Linked DNA regions of Zea mays: all the other regions are linked to region 2. The links are chromatin contacts, called in public Hi-C maps. All regions are on one chromosome and are shown on one strand. The core of a region is the stretch at or near the end of the contact, and the rest is flanking DNA. Distances in the headings are between cores, read along the strand shown. Region 1 holds the start of LOC103629631 (40S ribosomal protein S14-like). Region 2 holds the start of LOC100192669. Region 3 holds the start of LOC103629638 (BEACH domain-containing protein B).

Region 1 (3,101 bases), core at 276-2,775, 390 kb after region 2:
CAAGGATGGAGACTAATGACAAGGCCTAATTCTCTTTGTGCGAGGATCATTAAAGGGAAATATTTTCCCAATGGTGACTTTTTGAAAGCAAATAAAAGGAAGCAGAGCTCAGAAATCTGGAAGGCTGTGTTGTTTGGTCGTGAAGCTTTATGGCAGGGCTTGATTAAAAGAGTGGGTCCTGGATCTTCAATAAGTATTTGGGAGGACAACTGGATTCCAAGTCTTCGGCAGTTGAAGCCCACTGTCCATCTTGAAGGAGTCCAAGTGCAATCTGTGGACGAACTTTAGACGCTGGAATGTTGATTTGGTGAGGAAGTCTTTCGTTGCTATGGATGCTGAGGAATTTCTGAAGCTGAGGCCTGGCACTCGGATGGATGCTGATGTGCTGGGTTGGGCGCATGAGAAAAATGGTGTGTTTTCAGTTCGGTCATGTTATCGAATGTTGAAGCAGACTCAAAGTGTCAGGAAGGCTCATGCTGTAAATGCAGCAAGTTCATCAAATGAAGAATGCTGGTGGAGCAAACTATGGAAGCTTAATATACCTCCAAAAATAAGAATTTTCTGTTGGAGAGTCCTTCATAATTATTTGCCATCCAAACAGGAATTGAAGAGAAGACATATTCTTCATGAAATTTTCTGCAAAGTGTGTGGGGAGGAAGGAGAATCATCTTTCCATATTGCTATTGATTGCCCAGTTGCAAAGCAGTTCTGGCGAGTGGTTAAAAACATCACGGGAATAAAACTACCATTTTTTTAGGTCACTTGGGCAAAGCACTTATTGGCTAACGACCACTTCACTGACTCAGTTAAAACGATGGTTATTTGTGGTGCCTAGTCCTTATGATCTGGAAGGAATGCTAGAAGGTTTGGGCGTGACCGTTGGAATCCATATGCTGCAATGAGTCATGTGGCGAAAATGCTAGAGGATCTGGTTCGTTTAAAATTGCCAGGGTCGCAAGCCTCTCAGCGCTGTCGGGTTAAATGGAAAGCGCCATTGGAAGGTTGGGTGAAAATTAACTCGGATGCTGCTTTTGTTGCTGAGACGGGCAAAGGGGCTGTGGGTGTGGTGATGAGGAACTCGCAGGGAGAGGTTTTGGTGGCATCAGCACAGTTATATGAACACATCCCTGATGCGCTAACCAGCGAAGCTTTGGATGCTCGTGATGGCGTGGTGCTGGCCCAGATGCTTAGCATGGAAAAAGTGATTTTAGAAATTGACAACTCTGTCCTGGTGGCTCTTCTCCGGTCAGATGAGGGAAGAAGGAATGATATCGCAGGTTTATGACAAGAAATCAGATAGAGGAGTGTGGTTTTCAGATCCTTTGATGTATCTTTCGTTAATAGAGAGGGAAATGAGGTAGCTCACCTTTGTGCAAGTAAGACTATAGAGTTGGCTCCTATTTTATTTTGACTAGATTGCTTCTTTAATTGGCTTATGGAAGCAGCTAGCAGAGATTAATTTCACTTTGAACCAATAATAAAGAACGTGTGTTCTTCCTAAAAAAAGCACGGTCTGGTGTAAGAGATGGGGCCAGCCGCAGTGACAGAAGAGAGAGGGCAAAAGAGGAAATTTCTTTGGGCTGGGTCTAATAAACCCTAATGGGCTGCGGCCTCGTAGATAAACCAGCACTACTCATCCGTCGCCCCACGGAAGTTTCGGCGGCGCCGGCGTGCTCGTGATCTCGACCAAGGCGTGCCTCCGCTCCGGTCACCCGTCGCTCCACGCAACCATGGTAAGCGAGCCTCTTCTCGTCTGGTTATGGCTCGCAAGCGGACGTAGGTGCAAGCACGGTAGCGGTGGATTCGGATCTGGCTGCAAGCACGGTAGCGCTGGATTCGATTGTTTTTTTGTTTAGAGATGGGTTAAGAGCGTAGGTTTGGCTGTTGACTAGGGCTACTGTTGTTTTGGCTGGTTGCCCGTGCTGGATTGCATCTGATAAATTGCAATTTGACATCACCTCTTTAATACAAAAGAAAGAATTGCTTTTTACGTGAAGCCATTTGTGAAATTGTTGTTTGGTATGTCTCATGGAAAAAATGCAAACGACAGTTCTGGCTCTAATTACAGAATCTCTTCACGTCGAGGCATCATAAACATTGTTAGAGGACAAGGAGGCTTTAGCGCTTCATTGTTTTTGTTTATTATTTGTGCTTCTTTACGTTCGGAGATAACTTTTATTTATTCGTTTGTTTATTTGAAGATAATGACCATCAACATTGTTTACACTACTATATGGTTAGGACTTGTAAGGACGTCTGATAAGTCACTGTAGAGGCGGCTAAGTTTTGCCTCATCTAAAAATCACTCCCAATAAAAAGCTTTGTTTCGGTACGCGTCAATGATTTGTAGATTCATGTAAAATTGAGCATGGTGGTGAGGACATGTGCCCGAGCAATTTTATCACGACAAAATCAATCTCTAGAACCCTTGTTTCAAAATTGAGCAATTTTATCACGACAAAATCATGTCAGTAGAACAAGACACGCTGGAGAGGGCATGTGCCTTAGCCGCGACTATAGTAAGCATATGATCGCTTGGAAGCAGAACCTCCATTAACAGTCCTGTCAAACAACACTCATCACATGCAGAACATGTGAAGCATCTCATGACAAATCGGGTCGGAGAAACTGTAGATCAACCTACACAAACTCTGATAAGCAGCCACGTACAATGAACCTTAATTTGGTACGTTCTTCGAGAACACCCGGTGTTCCCACACTTCTTTTGCCAAGCTTGTGTTGTGTCAAAGAAAAAGCTCACCACAGCTTAAAACAATACTTCACTTTTATTATTTTGTGTGGGTAATTAAGGTTATATTCTTATAGAATCTTTACTACTCTTGATAACTTATTTGCAATTTTCAATCAACATCTAGACTACTTTATGAATCTAATTGCATTTTAATGCCTGGACTTAAGGAAGGGCTAAATGATTACAATAACTATGATATGTGTGTAATGGTGTCTAACACGATATTCCACAAAAATATTTGTTACCGACGCTATCCGTGTTCGACTAGCTTCGCATTCGACACATAATTATTTAGTGGTGTTTCAGTGTTTGTATTCGTATTCGAAGCTATCCGTATTCGAATCCGAAT
Region 2 (2,826 bases), core at 7-2,506:
TTTATCCGGTGTCCTTGGGGCAATCGGACGGATCATGTTAAGTTATCTGGTGCACATGCATAGCAGTCTGAGGTCTTTGAGACAAAGACAGGTGCATGTGGGCCCGATAACTTAGGAGGTTCTGGCACACTGATGAGCCTGGAGTGCACTTCGTTTGGCAGCCCAACCAAGAGTCATCGGTACTCGTCATGTCGCACGCGTTCGACGACTACTATATCGAGAACTGTGGCGTCATCTTGGCGACGGAGGTGACACAGAGGATGATCGACAACACTGACCAGTTCATCATCCTCGCCACCGTCATGGTAGCTTTTGTGTCGGTCTGCCTTTAATTCTCTTCGCAAACACACACATTTGCTTTTTTTGTTTAAGCAAGAGCGTATGGTGGTGCGTGTCTGATGACTAACGATGTACGAGGGAATTTATTTTGACATGTGTGGAACGTGCTCTCCAATAATGAGACTATATAAATCGCGTCATATATCGAAGGCTGCTTGATACTGATTGTTGCAATGTAGTGATGAAAAAACTAGATTAAAATAATAAAATTTATGTGTGGCTAGGATCACAAATTGATTATGAAACATTTTCTAATAATAATATAACACATATTTTATATTAAGTTATCGTAGTATACTGGTATTATATATTTCTGTTGCAATGCACGGGCACTCAATTAATAGATCAATGAAGGAAACACATGGAATCACCTTGCACGGGACCTCATCGTCACCGCTGTTGTGCGTGTTGGATCTTCTCGAATCTCAGCTGGCGTTGCCTCCTTTCGTGGGAAGGGTTGAGGTCGAAGAGCGGCGGCGCTTGTTGCATGCTACCTTTGTCCTAGTAGCCGAGGGGTGGGGGAGGCGGCCGTGTTCTCTAGCTCAAATGTTGGCACCGAAATCAAGGTTCGGTGAGGGAAGGGAAGAAGGGGATGGAAACGAGAAGAACGACAGTTGGCATAGTGCATTTAGTATAAGTGCGACGCGTGGTATATATAGGCGACGCTGTATATTTTGCATAAACTATAAATAAGCTGCTGGAAACTACTTTGGGTATAGGTAGTGGTATAGGTAAACTAAACTGCTGGAGATTTATGGAGTGGCGCCTACGCTTCCCTGCCATTTTCCAAATCACCCTCCGATTCCATTCCCGCCCGGGCCCGGCCTTGTTTTCGTTTCCCTCCACCGTCCACCCCTCGTCCCGCTCGCCATCATCTCATCTCATGATTTCATAAAAATCAAAACCCCCCTCCCGTTTCCCCAAACCCGCGCGCAATTCCAATCTCCCTCCCGATCCGCCCATCCGCCGACGCCAGCCATCCATGGACCGACGCCTCCGCTCCCCGGCGCGCCGTCCCGAGCGCCAGCAGCTCGCGGGCAGCGGCAGCCCGCACCGCTTCCTCCGCCCGGGCGCGCTCGCGCGGCTCCGCGACTCCAGGGTCCTGGCCCGCTCCCTCCGCTGTGCCGCGCGGGCGTGGGCGCCGCCCTCCTCGCCTCCTCGCTCGCCCGCGCCGCCCGCCGCCTGGGACGGCGTGCCATGCTTCCTCGGGCCCGCCTCCGCCACGAGGGGGATGCGGTACCCGTTGCGGAAGAAGCTGGCCGCCGCCCGAGCCGTGGTGCTCCTGTCCCCACCGCTGGATGTCGTGGAGGCGTTCATGGACGCGTTCGCGCCAGCGGCGTCGCCGGACGTGGTCGCTGCGCACTGAGCGAGTGAGCGGTAGCTTTTGCGCTCGGTGCTCGTCGACATTCTTGGCATTATTGCCAAGTTATTAGATACATATATGGTATATTATATATAGTGTGCAGACGGATCCGGTTATGTTTCTGCTAGCTTCTTGTATGGATCTAGAATTCGTATAAATCTAACTATCTAAGAACTGTTGTTCCCAGTGCGTACAGATTTCGTTTGTGCTCCGATTTTTATTCTAATTTGGACCTTGTTTTGATGCACTTGTATCAACCTCAATTCATAATTTAGATAATTTAGGTCTTGTTTGGAGAGTTGGACACATTCATATTCAGTGAATTAGTTTGAATACGAGTGCATCCAAACACATTCTCAAATTCCAAGAAAAAAATTACGTATACAACAGTTCACACGAATCTTGTTCGGATTAAACAAATTGCGTGAGGAACCTCACATAACCGCATCATCCAGATTCAAAGAAATCTGGACGAGCATGTTCACAAATCCTCGTGGCAACCCATTTGTGATTTGATAAGGCACGCCTTCCCTGTTATTCCCACTCAGATTTTTTTCTATTACTAGTACATGGCAGTGTAAACGCTACCGCTACTGCCAATACAACTATACAATACTGTGTCCATATATGTATGCTATCTTTGCCTTGAAAGTAGAAGGATTGAACAGCATTTCTTGCCTCATGATTCTCTACTCTCAAGTCTCCACAGATAGCGTAGACAAGAAACAATCAGCTCTTCCGCAGGTTCCTGCTTGCTTGAGCAGCAAGTGCGACCGACCTTGCGTCGATGTCAACCATCATGTAGTCCCTCTCAGCGCGCCGACGCCGCTGCCTTTCCCGCTTGGCCCTCTTGGGTGCCAGCCTCGCTTCCCTCTCCACATAGGCCAGCCTGAACCTTTCTGCCATCGGTATTTCAGGCGGAGCACTTGGAACATTTGGATTCGCTGGAGCAACAGCTCTTGGAGGAGCAGCAGAAACAGCCCATGTTTTGGGATCAATGTCCTCAACCACAGAATGGTCCAGTGGTACGCTTGACAATGCTTCTATTGGGACTTTGGAATATCCGGAGAGGTCGAACAGCGATGGCTGTGGGTTGACAGTAACACGAGGGCATTCGACAGCTA
Region 3 (3,002 bases), core at 113-2,612, 330 kb before region 2:
ACAACTGTTTCATTGTTTCCCAATTCTTGATCAACCAATTGCTCAATTGGGTTTGGATCCCAATCTCTGAATGTCTCTACAAATTGCAAGACAAAAATTTGAAGAGATTTTTCCTTCTCGACCTGTAAGAGCACAAGGTGTAATGCAGCATATAACTGTATAAAGTAGACGCATAAACCCTACTGCAGCAGGTTAGGTTATCATGAAGCAAAAACATCGATGCTAATTACCATTAAGAAAATACCGAGTTGTTGCATTCAAAGCATTGACTTTTACATTTTTGGAAGAAGAAAAAATGAATCATCATCATGTTAAGGCTAGTTTTGGGTTAAAGTTGAACCAAACTTCAACTTTCAGATAAACATATATTGCTCCGCAAAGGTTAATATTTGCTGCACACAAACAAACTCTAATCATGGTGCCCAAAATGCTTAACAGGCATTAACACAGACTATTTAAATCATTAGACTTAGCCTATGATTGTTAAAGATGTTTGTTTGTTCAAACAATTTGTGTTCCTGTCATCTCCTAAGGTATGCTTGGATGACACATTACTAAGCCATGCCATGGATAACGGTCAAATGGACACTAAAATGTATGGCTAGTCCACTAGGCTCTTAAATTACATCGAAATATTGAAACATCTAGCAAATTTTTTAGATTGGCAATATGTGTCTAGTTTAATATCTTAACTGTAAGCAGAACTAGAATGAAACTACCAGGCTTTCAGAAAAGTACCTTATCAAGCGCATTCTCGTAATTCTTCCAGAGTGCATTCAGAGCTCCCTCCTCCAGACTACCACTGGAACCAGACAACAGATCATGGGGAGAAACATTCACACGCAATCAAGTCAAGCACCAAAAAGAAAAGGCTAAAATATCTGATGACATATTTGTTTATAGAATCAAGATCAGCATATAGATTAATGTGACTTTCAATGCGATGCCATACCTGAAGACGACGCGCGGGGTGGGCGCGTCGTCGAAGTCACCGGCGGAGAAGGAGGCGGTAGGCGCCGCACCAGCGTCCGGTGCGGGGGGAGGTGGCGGCGCCTTGCGGAGAAGGTCGGCGACTCCCCGCACGATGTTCATCACCACAGAGCCGAGCCTAGCGCCGCATCCTCGCCACCGCCTGCCCGGTCGCGAAGAGAAAACCTAGGTGATCCGAATCGGGCCTCGACAATGGGGATCGCTTGGGAGGGGAGGGAGATTCGCGCGCAGGAATGGAGACTTCCGCGAGCGATGGCAGGCCTATTGTTTAGAGCGCGGAATGGGCGAGGAGCGAGACACGAGGACGAAGGAACAAGAGAGGTGCTTTGCAAAAAAAAAAAAAAAGATCCAACTAATCCGCCCGTTAACTATTTTGAAACTGTTTCCTTCTCTTCCACGCTTGGCGCCTTTTCGACGCCCACAGGTAGAGGTGAATAATGAACCAGTTCGGCTCAGTTCATCCGAGTTCGAGCTAGCTCGTTAAGCTAATGAGTCAGCTCGACTCGGCTCGTTAAGTTAACGAGCTACAGAATCAGTTCGACTCGTTTACGAGCTCGAGCTGACTTGTTTAGCTTATGAGTCCGAGCGAAAAAAATATGTACATAATAACTAATTAGTAGAGTGCCCGTGCGTTTTGACGTCACGTAATGTTTATGAGTGACCCCTACAATCTATCATCATGTCATGGCTACTATACACAATATTCACATGGAAGTAAATGGAATTACAAGCATGAATATAAAAGTAACATAGGAGCAATTTAGATATGCTTAGTCACTATAACACGTTTTTCTACAAGTTGGTCGGGGTAAACTTATTTTGTATGTATTGTAACTTAGCAACATATATATAATTTAGTATATGGTCATTTGGTCACAATTAGGAACCTATTCTATGTAGCATGAGCATCTAATACAAATTTGTCAAGTACAGGGGCAGTTGCAAGTTGTAACACAACCAGAGTAACATAAGGTATTTAAGCTATAGCAAGATAGGTCTTAAAAACATCTCAAAGCATCGAACATTCTTAAGCGGACGTGATAACAAAAGCCTTGGTAGAGAAAGCTTGGACCTCCTTTTGGCCAAGCTCTCGCGGTCTCTCTGTTCCTTCAGCCTCTAGGCAAGAAGCTTTTGGTAGTCGGCAGCCTCAGACTTCTTCTTGGCGATCCTCTTCTTCTTGCGAACGACTCTAGCGCGCTTCCTCTAAAGGGTCAAGGGGTCACAAGCCACTGGATCTCAGTGTGCTTCTAACTTCATGTTTCATTGATTCCATGACACCAAGACATTTAAGTCTACTTTCAAGATATTGAGAGACTAAATTGTAGCTAGAAGCACACTGAAATCAATGAAATAAATATTGTAGCAATGTTGTTCGATGCAAGAGACAATTTTTTGTGTCGGTCGATCAGCAGAAGGTAAAAATAATGTGTGCAACTATTGTCATGGAGCAGGGAAGGCATCTCGTGCTAAATGAAGTTGATGCCCTTAGAAACATGAACAACTGTATTTTTACTTTGTACTATGAGTATGGCACAAACCTCGAAAAGAATAACATCTTCCTTTAATGCGAGATGCCCAACAAAATTAGATAAAGTAGAAAAAACATGAAGCATAACCAAGTTAAAAACTGAGATGTAAACTCCAGTACACAACTAATAGCACCTTACTTCCATTAAAATCGTCTAAATCTTTTGAGATTTTGTAAATATGCTTAAATACCTGCTTGTGACATGGTGTTGTCTAGCTCGATTTGCATTGAAATGAAAACCTGACAGCCTCATAAACCTGCATATCATAAAAAGCTTATAGATTACTAAAATAGACTGGGGTCATCCTCATGGGCACTTAGGCAGGACAGATACATGTGTCCCATTTAGAAGTGTAAGTCAACAAATGTATTAGCAATCTTGAAGCAATTGAATAAAAATTTTGGTTGTTTGCACATAGAAGAATCTTCACTTGTTTCGTTCAACTCTTGATTAGCATAGGTCAATATTTGATCATTCTGTAAC

The links. A called contact is a pair of places that touch in the nucleus more often than the background predicts.
Region 1: a contact with region 2 is called in a Hi-C map of ear, with 2.2 times the contacts expected there. The contact joins the promoter of LOC103629631 here to the promoter of LOC100192669 in region 2. A contact is called at or near these places in 2 of 25 Hi-C or Micro-C datasets (bundle sheath and ear).
Region 3: a Hi-C map of ear shows a contact between it and region 2, with 1.6 times the contacts expected there. The contact joins the promoter of LOC103629638 here to the promoter of LOC100192669 in region 2. A contact is called at or near these places in 2 of 25 Hi-C or Micro-C datasets (ear and tassel).

What each region holds. Positions count from the first base shown.
Region 1 is chr6:99,985,043-99,988,143 of Zm-B73-REFERENCE-NAM-5.0, reverse strand. LOC103629631 (40S ribosomal protein S14-like) reads left to right here and starts at 1,525. Exons shown (of 7, transcript XM_008650714.4): 1 at 1,525-1,733. The coding sequence starts at 1,731.
Region 2 is chr6:100,379,892-100,382,717 of Zm-B73-REFERENCE-NAM-5.0, reverse strand. It overlaps LOC100192669, which reads left to right and starts at 1,256. Exons shown (of 1, transcript NM_001137877.1): 1 at 1,256-1,897. The coding sequence starts at 1,322. The coding sequence ends at 1,705. It overlaps LOC103629633, which reads right to left. Exons shown (of 6, transcript NM_001329209.1): 6 at 2,236-2,826. The coding sequence ends at 2,432.
Region 3 is chr6:100,713,263-100,716,264 of Zm-B73-REFERENCE-NAM-5.0, reverse strand. LOC103629638 (BEACH domain-containing protein B) reads right to left here and starts at 1,362. Exons shown (of 40, transcript XM_020539321.3): 1 at 953-1,362; 2 at 739-802; 3 at 1-122. The coding sequence starts at 1,092.